Regions from separate parts of the Mus musculus genome. Here region 1 is linked to region 2. A link is a contact called in public HiChIP or PLAC-seq data. All regions are on one chromosome and are shown on one strand. Each heading gives the region's core, a stretch centred on a gene start, on an enhancer-like site or on the middle of the called end of the contact. The rest is flanking DNA. Distances are from core to core; before and after follow the strand shown.

Region 1 (4,862 bases), core at 1,483-3,982, 97 kb before region 2:
ATTCCCAGGGGAGAGACTGTATGTAATCTTCTGTCACTAACAAATGGTGTGAATGATAGTGTTTTCACATGTCATACAAGAAAACAGGTACTATTTTTGGTCACACAGCCTAATTTGATAGAATTTTTTTAAAGGCATTTTAAAAAAGACTTCTGTGGTCGTACAAATTTTTGGAAATAGTAGAGCAAACAAATAAAACTTTTTAGTATAATATTTATGTGTGCTCATATCAACAATCCAAGGGGATATAGGATTTTGTTTTTGACAAAATTAATCCAAAGTATGCCACCATCTCTAAAATGATAAAACTTTATATTTCTTAACATTTCAACTGTATACTACATGATAGTCTAGAACCTGTTCAAAATAACAGACAACATTGAATCTGTATAAGGTACCACTCAATGTTCAAGGAAAAGGCGATAGAAAAGACCACAGTATTAATGATTCCTGCATGCTATATACATACAGTAGTTTTTTTCTAAGGTATAAATAGGTGTTCCATTTTTTAAAGTTCTAGGTTCAAATATTGGGTGAATTAAAATATTGGTGATATTCTAAAATCTCATTTAAAAATCATTACTTATTCAGTAATAATTTAAAAATCCTTAATTACAAAAGTAAAGAAGACATAGGATACAAAAATTCTGAAGCTATAAATAATAAAATATGCCATTTCTGGAACCTAGTGTGAAAAATTTATCATTTTAGAGATGGTAAAGTACTTTGGTTCAATTCTGCCAAAACCGAAATTCTAACTCCCTTTGGAGTTCACACCCACTCATCCGGCAGCGACTGGACTGGAGGGTGAGACAGAAGAGGTAAGGCTGCAGGCGCTCCTGCAAGGGCTCCTTTATGTCCTCTCTCCTATGGAGGATGAACTAAAGTCTGCCACCTCTTGCTTACCCTCTGCTCTCCCGCAGCAGAGCTTCCTAAACACTGCTTTCAGGGTCTACAGGAAGTTTCAAGTGCACATCCAACCCCAAGCAAAGTGTTCACATGCTACCTATGGTTTCACAGCTCTTCAGCAACGACAGTTACGATCAGCCAGTGGTTCTCGACCTTCCTAATGGTGTGACCCTTTAAAACAGCTCCATATGCCGTGGTGAACCCCAAACATACGCTACTTTTATGACTCATAAATATGTGATATGCAGGCTATCTGTTCTGTGACTCCCAAAGGGGTTGAGAACCGCTGGGACTCTAGCTCCTCTGTAGAATTCGGAATATACACACAAATGATAGCCTTTCTACACGACTTTACCTTTCTAATAGGCAGGTCCTTGATGAAGTCCATCACCGCGCTCCTGCTGGGAAGGATCTGGTACTGTCCGTTTGGCTTATTCTTATCACTGCACACTTTTGCTAACATTGTATTGGGGGCGATGCCTTAAAAAGAAGAGCACTCCACTCACTCCAAAAAGCAGCTACACAGAGTTAATTATGTGACAAGGACATGCAAATGCTCGGGAATGACACTTAAACTGACAATCTCCCCAGGGCTTTTTGAGGTTTAGGGAAAGGGAATAGATTAGCTATGGCAGCAGGTGACTTGAGAAATAGTTCAACCCTCACATCTTAGAATCCAGGAGTAACTTCTGAACCAAGTAATATGAAGTATCATTACTTATGACTGTCCTAGGAATAAAGAATTATTTTAGCTGATTCTTATTTACTTCTCAGAAAAGGTCTAGAATATAGTTTATGGTAGATGCTTAATTTTTAAAGTTTTTCAAGTACTCTGACTTATATTAAAAGCAACAACAATATAAAACCTTTAATCTTTAATGCTACAAAACAAACGACCACACCTGATGTTTTACAGTTCTAGGAGTCTTATCAAGTCAATTTACAGCAGGTGGATCTAAATACATTCATTCATTAATAGCTTATTTTGGTTTTTATAGATATTTTCTTAAAGCTGATTATGCTTTGCAATAAAAAAAAACCACTAATCCAATCACACATGTCTTTAAGATCATGCAGAGGCTTTGTGACAAATGGTGCGACCATTATCAGCCCCTATGCTAAGACTCCCGAGATGCCCCTAGGGGTTGTGGATACACGTAAACTGGGGGACTCTGTTGGCTTTCTTTCCTTTTTAAAAGTTTTCTTTTTTCTTTTTTTTTCTTCTTCACCAGATGGTCTTAGGTTGCTACAAGTTGATCTTTTTCTTGGTTGAAGCGAGGGGAGGTTCACCAACCTGTATTTATGCTAGGCTGTCTCCTCCAAAGCCATCTAGGGCAAGTGCCAATCAAATATGCTGTGCAAATCCAACGAAAATATATTTTGCACTTAAGGATCACTATTCTAGACCTGTGATAGCTTTTGTGCTTGATTACAGCTTACCTGGAGGTTTAGCTGGCCTCAGTAGGTTCAAGTTACTAGCAGCCAAATCCAATGTCATCATCGCTGTACAATGAGCAACAGCTAGTGTTAATATCCCTTTAAATAAATACCTGCGCTGGCTGTCAGCGTTGTTTTTTGTTCAATTCTGAAGCGAATTTCCTTTACCACTTCCTCAGCTGATGTTCCAAAAACAACTGAATTTTGGGCTATTTGAGGATTGTTTTGTTCTTCAGAGTTCAGTTGGAAAGGACTTCCTTGGGGTTGCAAATCAGGAGGACTATCTTCAAAAAGCAGCGGGGAGATGGACCGCTCATACTCAGTCAGCTCGTTAGCTTCCTGTCTGGGTGTGTCTGGATCACAAACAGGAACGGCAAGGCAACTTCATTTTAAGGAACACACACGTCTTAAGCTAGGTTTCGCTCCATCTTTTCATTTTCTCAATGCTCCTCCTGCATGTCCCAATCCAATGTGCAATTACTTTTTTTCTCTCTCCCCCTCTTCTCACCTTTCTGTGTGTGCACACTTGTCTGTCGGTTGAGACAGTCTATTAGCCCACACTGGCCTCAGTCCACCATGGAGCCCACACTGGCCTCAGTCCACCATGGAGCCCACACTGGCCTCAGTCCACCATGGAGCCCACACTGGCCCACACTGGCCTTGAACTCCTGATGGTGGTTGCCCAGGCCTTGTACGCGTGGGATTACAGGCACCAGTGCCCACCTTCCCCTACCACTGAGAACAAGCAGTTCAGCTTTCTCCCTGGGAAACATGATAAGAAACGCTATCATTTATTTTTTTGTAGCTATTTAATAAAGACAATGCGGTCTGGCTTTCCTTAAAAAGAGCAGCATCCATTTCTTTAGTGTATGTTTTAAAGGAAATATTTTAGTTAAAACTCATTAACTTACAACATCTATTGTGTTTTATTTAAGAAAGGAAATATTTTTCACTTTATTTTTCTATAAGGACAAAAAGAACAAAAAGAACCTTCTTAAGTTAGATTAGGAATGAGGAGGAAAGGCATTAAACAGTAGGAATAATTACAACCAAAATTACACTTTGCTTTGGAAGAGGAAAAAAAAAAAACCTCCTTATTCATAGAAGAAACTTCAAAAATATTAAAATATTCTGAAATGTTTCTTTTCAAATGTTGATTCCACTTTTAACTTGTTTGTTAACAAAATATTACTTTCATTGAGCTTGCCTTTGCTATAAATGAAATTACTTCTGAAAGCAGAACTTTTTTTTAATTAGATATTTTCTTCATTTACATTTCAAATGCTATCCTCACAAGCCCCCTATACCCTCCCCCAACCCATCCACTACCGCTTCCTGGCCCTGGCATTCCTCTGTACTGGGGCATATGATCTTCGAAAGACCAAGGGGCCTCTTCTCCCATTGATGCCCAACTAGGCCATCCTCTGCTACATATGCACTAGAGACAAGAGCTCGGGGGAGGGGGGGTACTGGTTAGTTCATAATGTTGTTCCACCTATAGGGCTGCAGATCCCTTCAGCTCCTTGGGTACTTTCTCTAGCTCCTCCATTGGGGGCCCTGTGTTCCATCTAATAGCTGACTGTGAGCATCCACTTCTGTATTTGCAAGGTACTGGCATAGCCTCACAAGAGAGAGCTAAATCAGGGTCCTTTCAGCAAAATGAAAGCAGAACTTCTTTACATAAATTCTTAGAGTCTGATCCAACTAATGAAGGCCCAGATTTAAAGCAGAAAGTGTAATCATTAACACACTGGAGAGTGGTACTGTTAGGACGTAGAGGAGTTGGGCACACTGGTGTGTGCCTGGGATCCCAAGACCCAGTACATGGGAGGGTGAGACAGGAGGATGACAATACCAAAAATAGTCACATGAATAATTCCACTAAAAACTGTTCTCTAAGCTTAATATAAGATAAAAACAATTTAAATATATTTATAGGATTAACAACAGTTTTCTGATCCCATATCATAACACATATATTTCCCAAATCAAGGTAAATACAGAAGCAACAATTATATTCTTTTTTATTTTTTTTTAAAGCTAGGTTATCCTCACATTAACTATGCAGCCTGTCCAGGTTGGTCTTGAACACCAAATTCTATTGCTTCAGCCTTCAGAGTGCTGAGATTATAGGTATAGGAGCTTAATTTTCTTAAATTAAATTTCCAGACACAGTTGAAGGTATTTTCCTTGAAAAATGACCTTGGTCTTTAGAAAATGTTTAAAGAAGGCTGGGTGGTGGCACACATCTTTAAGCCCAACCCTGGGGAAGCAGAGGCAGTCAGGTTTCTGTGAGTTCCAGGACAGCCAGAGCTCTTTTTAAAAGGAAGAAAGAAAGAGAGAAAGAAAAGAGAGAAAGAAAGAAAGAAAGAAAGAAAGAAAGAAAGAATAAAGAAAGAGAAGGAAGGAAGTAAGGAAGGAAGGAAGAAAGAAAGAGAGAGAGGGAGAGAGAAAAATGTTTACAGATATGTAAATAATATAACAGTATACTTGATTAGTTGCAATCTTTAATTATG
Region 2 (5,218 bases), core at 1,660-4,159:
TATCTAATACAGTGCCTTCATATTCCTAATGACATTTCTGTGCAGAAATAGAAAATCTACCCAATGTTTATTTGTAGCCTGAAGAGACTTCATTACCAAAACAATCTTTAAAATCATGCTTATCCAAAACCATATAATTAATTACTTAACATGGATGAGAATCTAGCTGGTGTGTCTGGCCATGAGCTACATGTACTTGAAGATAGCTATGAATGTGGCCCAACACCAAATAGTAAACTTACTTCAAACACATTCTGAGATTTCTTTTGTGGCTTTGTCTTTAACTCATAAGTGGTACCTTTGTAGATGACTGACAGTATCATGATGTCAAAAAGTTGGGCACTGTCTTAGGGTTTTACTGCTGTGATCAGACACCATGACCAAGGTAACTCTTATAAGGACATTTAATTGGGGCTGGTTTACAGGTTCAGAGGTTCAATCCATTATCATCAAGGCAGGCATGGTACAGGAGCTGCCGAGAGTTCTACATCCTCATCTGAAGGCTGCTAGGAGAATACTGGCTTCCAGGCAGCTAGGATGATGGTCTTAAAGCCCACACCCACAGTGACACACCTACTCCAACAGGGCCACACCTTCTAATAGGGCCATTCCCTGGGCTGAGCATATACAAACCATCACAGGCATCCAGGAAGGAAATACCTAAGGTCATCATGAAAACTTGGCAAAATGTTCACAGCATTCATCCTGGCAGTCACTTATTAGGTGTAACTCTACTTTTCAGGCAGTAAAAGAAACAGACAAATTCAACATTATGAAGATTGGCAGGTTTGCTGCATTAAAACACTTCATAGAGCAAAAAAGAACTTGTAGTTGGGAAAATGTTTTCATTTTCTAATAATACCCATTTTATACAGAGAATTTCTAAGACCTAACTACAATATTAAAAACAGTTCAGCAATGGACAAAGGACTTAATGATGATTTTAAGTAGTCTTGAAGGTCAGTGTGTAAGGAGACAAGCTTAGAGCCACAGTTGTAGTTACCACAGTTGAAAGGAGGGAGAAATGCTGTGCTGCTGGTTAACGCATACGGAGTTTCCGTTTCACACGATGAAGTGTCTGGAGTTTGTTGGTACAACAATGTGTGTGTGTGTGTGTGTGTGTATTGAATTGTGCACTTAAAAACATTCATCTTGATTCATATTTCAAAACAGGAATAAACCCACAAACACATGCTAGAGCAAAAGACTTATTTTATTGTATTACTGATATAAAATATTTAAGAGTAAATGAAAAGAGGTTAACATTCTATGCAGTTGTGTATCTGCTGTTAACAAGACCCTATTTAAGTACTGTGGGAAAGGTCAGATGGGAAATGCTGAGATCAACACTATGTAACAAGAAATAAAAGAAATAGATTGCTATTCTTCAGCCTGAGTACACAGGGGAGAAATTGTAGGAGGACAAAATCAAAGTGGTTAGAAACCTGTGCATCAGTCTGTCTCCCAGTCCCCTCGATGAGGATTTTTTTATTCTACCTGTGTAGAGCTTATGGATGGATGAGATACTCAAGGTGGACAAAAAATACTGGTCTTTAAGAGCTTTCGTTTCCTTCATTGACTTGACAGTAGCAATTTGTGACAGTACGTAAGTATGAAGCAGCAGCAGCAGGAGACCCTTGGGATTCTGAACTCTGTGCAGGCCTTGGGTATCAGAATCAGGGTATTACAGCACTTAGCTTGAGATCTGAGGGTCAGGGCCTGCACGGGCTTTTCTTTGTCCTTAGAGTATTTTACCAGCTCTGACTCTCCCTTACCCCTTCCCTTTTGTCTTTCCCTCATTGCCTCAACCCTTTCATTTCCTATTCTTTTCCTGCCCAGTTGCACCTCAGCTGTTGAACTGGTCCCTTGTCAGTCTGCCAGGACTTCCAATACTTTCCAAGCCTTTGTCTAAGAGTCTGGAGTCCATCACCAGGATACCTGGAGGAAATGTTAGAGATGGGCACATGAATCTGGAATTGAATCCCAGATCCTTTTCTAAGCAGTGTTGTGACTCTGAACACAGTGTATAAAGTCCAGTCATACAGTGAGGATAGCAAAGGAGTTAGGAACAACACTCACTGTCCAAAGGAGCCCTACCTCTTTGCCTTTACTGTTGCTTTTCCCATTGTATGATTTTCAGTGATGCTTTCTGGAGTAAATGTGTTAAAACATACTATTTAAAAAGATGTTTGGAGTTTTTTAATTATGTGAGGGTGGGGTATGGCATGTTAGTGCGGTGTCACTGAAAGCCAGAATAAGGTGTTTAGTTCCTGAAGTTGGAGTTAGGATGGTTGTTGACTACTGAAGCATCTGTCCAGCCACTCATATCCATTCTCTCTTAAGATACAGCATCTTGCTTCCTATAAGGTTTGTCTTCTTATAACATGGGTCCCAGACTGATGGATGTTGCAGTTCAGCTGCTTGGGCTTTTTAGAATTTCCATTTCAGAAAAAGTCCTATATTTTGATGTTAATATTTTTGTATTTTCTCTTTTCCCTTAATTTAAATCATGACTAGGTAATTTTTGACACCATATGGAAATGTTTGCCTTTTTCTTTGCTGTATTGCTTGATAGTGATCATTAATAGGAAAAATTATTTAAAGAAAATGCTTTACAATTTTAAATTCAATATTTAGTATATTTATATGCCACTTTTAGGGCTTAGATGATTTAATGATGCAAAATGATAGTTAAATTTATCTTCCATATAGTTAAACTATCAAACTGGCCTAGTAACTTTAAGATAAGTAAGTTTGTAGACAGTTCTACTATTTTATTAAGTTCATAGCTTTGAACTGTGTGATTTAATTATAATATTCTGAAATCTAAAAATCCCAAGCACATAGGATAAAGGAATTAGTCTAAAGGTTAAGATAGTTCTTTGACCAGTAGTAACCCCTGTCAGCTTTCCAGGCATACAATCTGAGTAGTATGCTAATGGCTCCCTCTACTGGACAGAAGAGCAGTTTCAGTTTGTTTGTTTTTTTAATTTTTTTGTTTGGAGGTTTTCGTTTTTGATTTGTTTTTGTCATTGTTTTTCTGTTTTCTTTTTGTAAGGATTGAATGTTTAAATATAATGTAGGCATAATCTCATTACTGTGATATTTAGAGAGAAACCATGTCTTATATATGATATTTGTAACTTGTAATGTATCCCTAGCCAGCTGTCATTTTAAACTCTGGCAAAGTTGAGAAAGAAGAGGTTTGTGTTGCAGGACAGTGAAAGGGGGACTTTTTTTTTTTTAACTGATTCACTTTACATTCCATTCACTGCCTGCCTCCTTGGCACCCCTTCCAACAATACTCACCCCCTTTCCCTTTTCCGAGCAGATAGGGCCCCCTAAGGATCACCCTACCCTGACACATCAAGTGTCTGCAAGGCTAGGCGCGTCCTCTCCCACTGAGGCCAGACAAGGCAGCCCAGCTCAAAGAACGTATCCCACAGACAGGCAACAGCTTTAGGGATAGCCTCTGCTCCAGTTGTTCAAGATCCACCCAAAGTCCAAGCTGCACATCTGCTACATATATGTGGGAGGCCTAGGTCCAGCCCATGTATGCTCTTTGGTTGGTGATTCAAACTCTGAGAGCCCCAAGGGTCCAGGTTAGTTGACTCTGTTGGGCTCCTGTGGAGTCCTGTCCCCTTTGGTCTGCCATCCTTCCCCTGCTCTTCCGTAAGAGATCCCAAGCTCCATCCACTGTTGGCTGTGGGTCTCTGCATCTGTCCAAGTCAGCCGCTGTGTGGAGCCTCTCAGAGCAGCCATGCTAGGCTCCTGCCTGCAGGCATAACAGTATCATTAATAGTGTTAGGGAGTGGTGCTTGCCCATGGGATGGGTCTTAAGTTGGGCTGGTTATTGGTTGGCCAGTCCCTCAGTCTCTGCTCATCCCCTGTGCCTATATTTCTTGTAGACAGGATAAATTTTGGGTTGAAATTTTTGTGGGTAGGTTGGTGTCTGTATTGCTCCACTGGGGTTCCTGCAAGGCTGCAGGAGGTAACCTCTTCAGGTTCCATAGCCCCAATGAGAGGGGGACTCTTTTTTTTTTCCTTTGTATTGAGTCTTTGTGAATTTCACACCATGTCCCCCAATTGCTCTCATCTCCCGGTCCCTCCATGTCCACCCTCTGCCTTGCAGCCTCCCCTGAAAGGGCTGGGAGGTGTCCTAAAGCAAATATTGGGAAAGGAAAGGAAAGGAAAGGAAAGGAAAGGAAAGGAAAGGCCTCCCTTTTGTAACTGGTTATATCTGGGTAGAACTGGGGATTTTCACAATACTCATAGGTAGGTGATTAAAGGTTGTGAGTTCAGCTTCTTTCCTGTGGGAGAATGAGAGAGATGGAAAGACCAGCATTCCTTTCAAGGATTAGCCCTAAAGCAGCACCAGTGAGCGGAACACTGTGTTGTTATAGTGACTGTAATTTCTCCCCATTTTCTTCTACCTCTACCATACTCTTCCCTCAAAAAAAAAAGCAGATATTTCAAATTCAAATTAATGTTGCTTTGATTGTTGTACGCAAAATTACTATTCATTTAGAATTTTTACTTGTCTAACAAAGGTTTTCTTTTCATATTGGCATCTTTGGTAGATTTGACTTGAAAGAAATAGAAAATCAATTTAGAGCACTATGTTTATGTATTAAAGTGGCTGTCTAGCTATTCCTTTAATATGTGACTGTTCTTGATATTTTATTCTACAGCTCTCATTTTTGTTAAAACTATTGCAATTAACAGATCTAGAACAACAAATCTTCATTATTTATATTGAGTAACAATGAAATTAGGATTTGTTCGTTTACTAGACTGATTTTCATAATTTATCATGGAATTTATTTTAGGGAAGTTATTAAAGACAAATACTCTAATCATAATGAACATCCATGTGTTATTCATGATTTAACATATATTACACCAGTATTGTAGTAGAATCTGGTTTTATCATGTCCTTGTCATAAGATGGTATTGCCTGTTTTAAGATACTGGAGCTTGGAGAAAGAGAAGCTCTAGAAGCTGTAGTGTGAGAAACCTTTAGTAAAGCTTTTCCTTGTTTGATAACAAGGCCTTCAAAAGCCTCACTACCATTTACTTCTCTGCCCGAGACTTCTGGGTGTGAGCAAAAACCGAGAAGAGTGGATTCATTTGCATTTCAAGGCCACATTGTTGAATTTTGAATATTTTTAAAATGTCTATAATTTGTATCTTTAAAATTGGACTGTAAATTGTAGAG

What was found. HiChIP or PLAC-seq counts read pairs in DNA pulled down with a chosen protein or histone mark.
Region 1: a contact with region 2 is called in an H3K4me3 HiChIP or PLAC-seq map of bone marrow-derived macrophages, with 2.5 times the contacts expected there. The contact joins two enhancer-like sites. A contact is called at or near these places in 11 of 39 promoter capture datasets (the 3T3-L1 cell line, 3T3-L1-derived adipocytes, the HPC-7 cell line and 6 more), 14 of 484 Hi-C or Micro-C datasets (the AML12 cell line, CD8 T cells, ECoMG-derived neutrophils and 7 more), 2 of 115 datasets of contacts at active chromatin or transcription factors (bone marrow-derived macrophages and kidney) and 2 of 9 other capture datasets (adipose tissue and liver).

What each region holds. Positions count from the first base shown.
Region 1 is chr13:96,494,144-96,499,005 of GRCm38.p6, forward strand. It overlaps Polk (polymerase (DNA directed), kappa), which reads right to left. Exons shown (of 15, transcript NM_012048.3): 7 at 2,460-2,699; 8 at 1,265-1,389. Among named protein-coding and RNA genes, the nearest start is that of Ankdd1b, 25 kb to the left of the region's middle. Within about 2 kb of position 2,733, at least 10 of the 459 cell types and tissues checked have an H3K27ac peak or open chromatin away from gene starts, as enhancers often do. A contact at or near this core is called in bone marrow-derived macrophages, where this site is marked.
Region 2 is chr13:96,590,897-96,596,114 of GRCm38.p6, forward strand. The region is part of intron 3 of Cert1 (ceramide transporter 1); the gene reads left to right. Among named protein-coding and RNA genes, the nearest start is that of Gm46436, 21 kb to the left of the region's middle. Within about 2 kb of position 2,910, at least 33 of the 459 cell types and tissues checked have an H3K27ac peak or open chromatin away from gene starts, as enhancers often do. A contact at or near this core is called in bone marrow-derived macrophages, where this site is marked.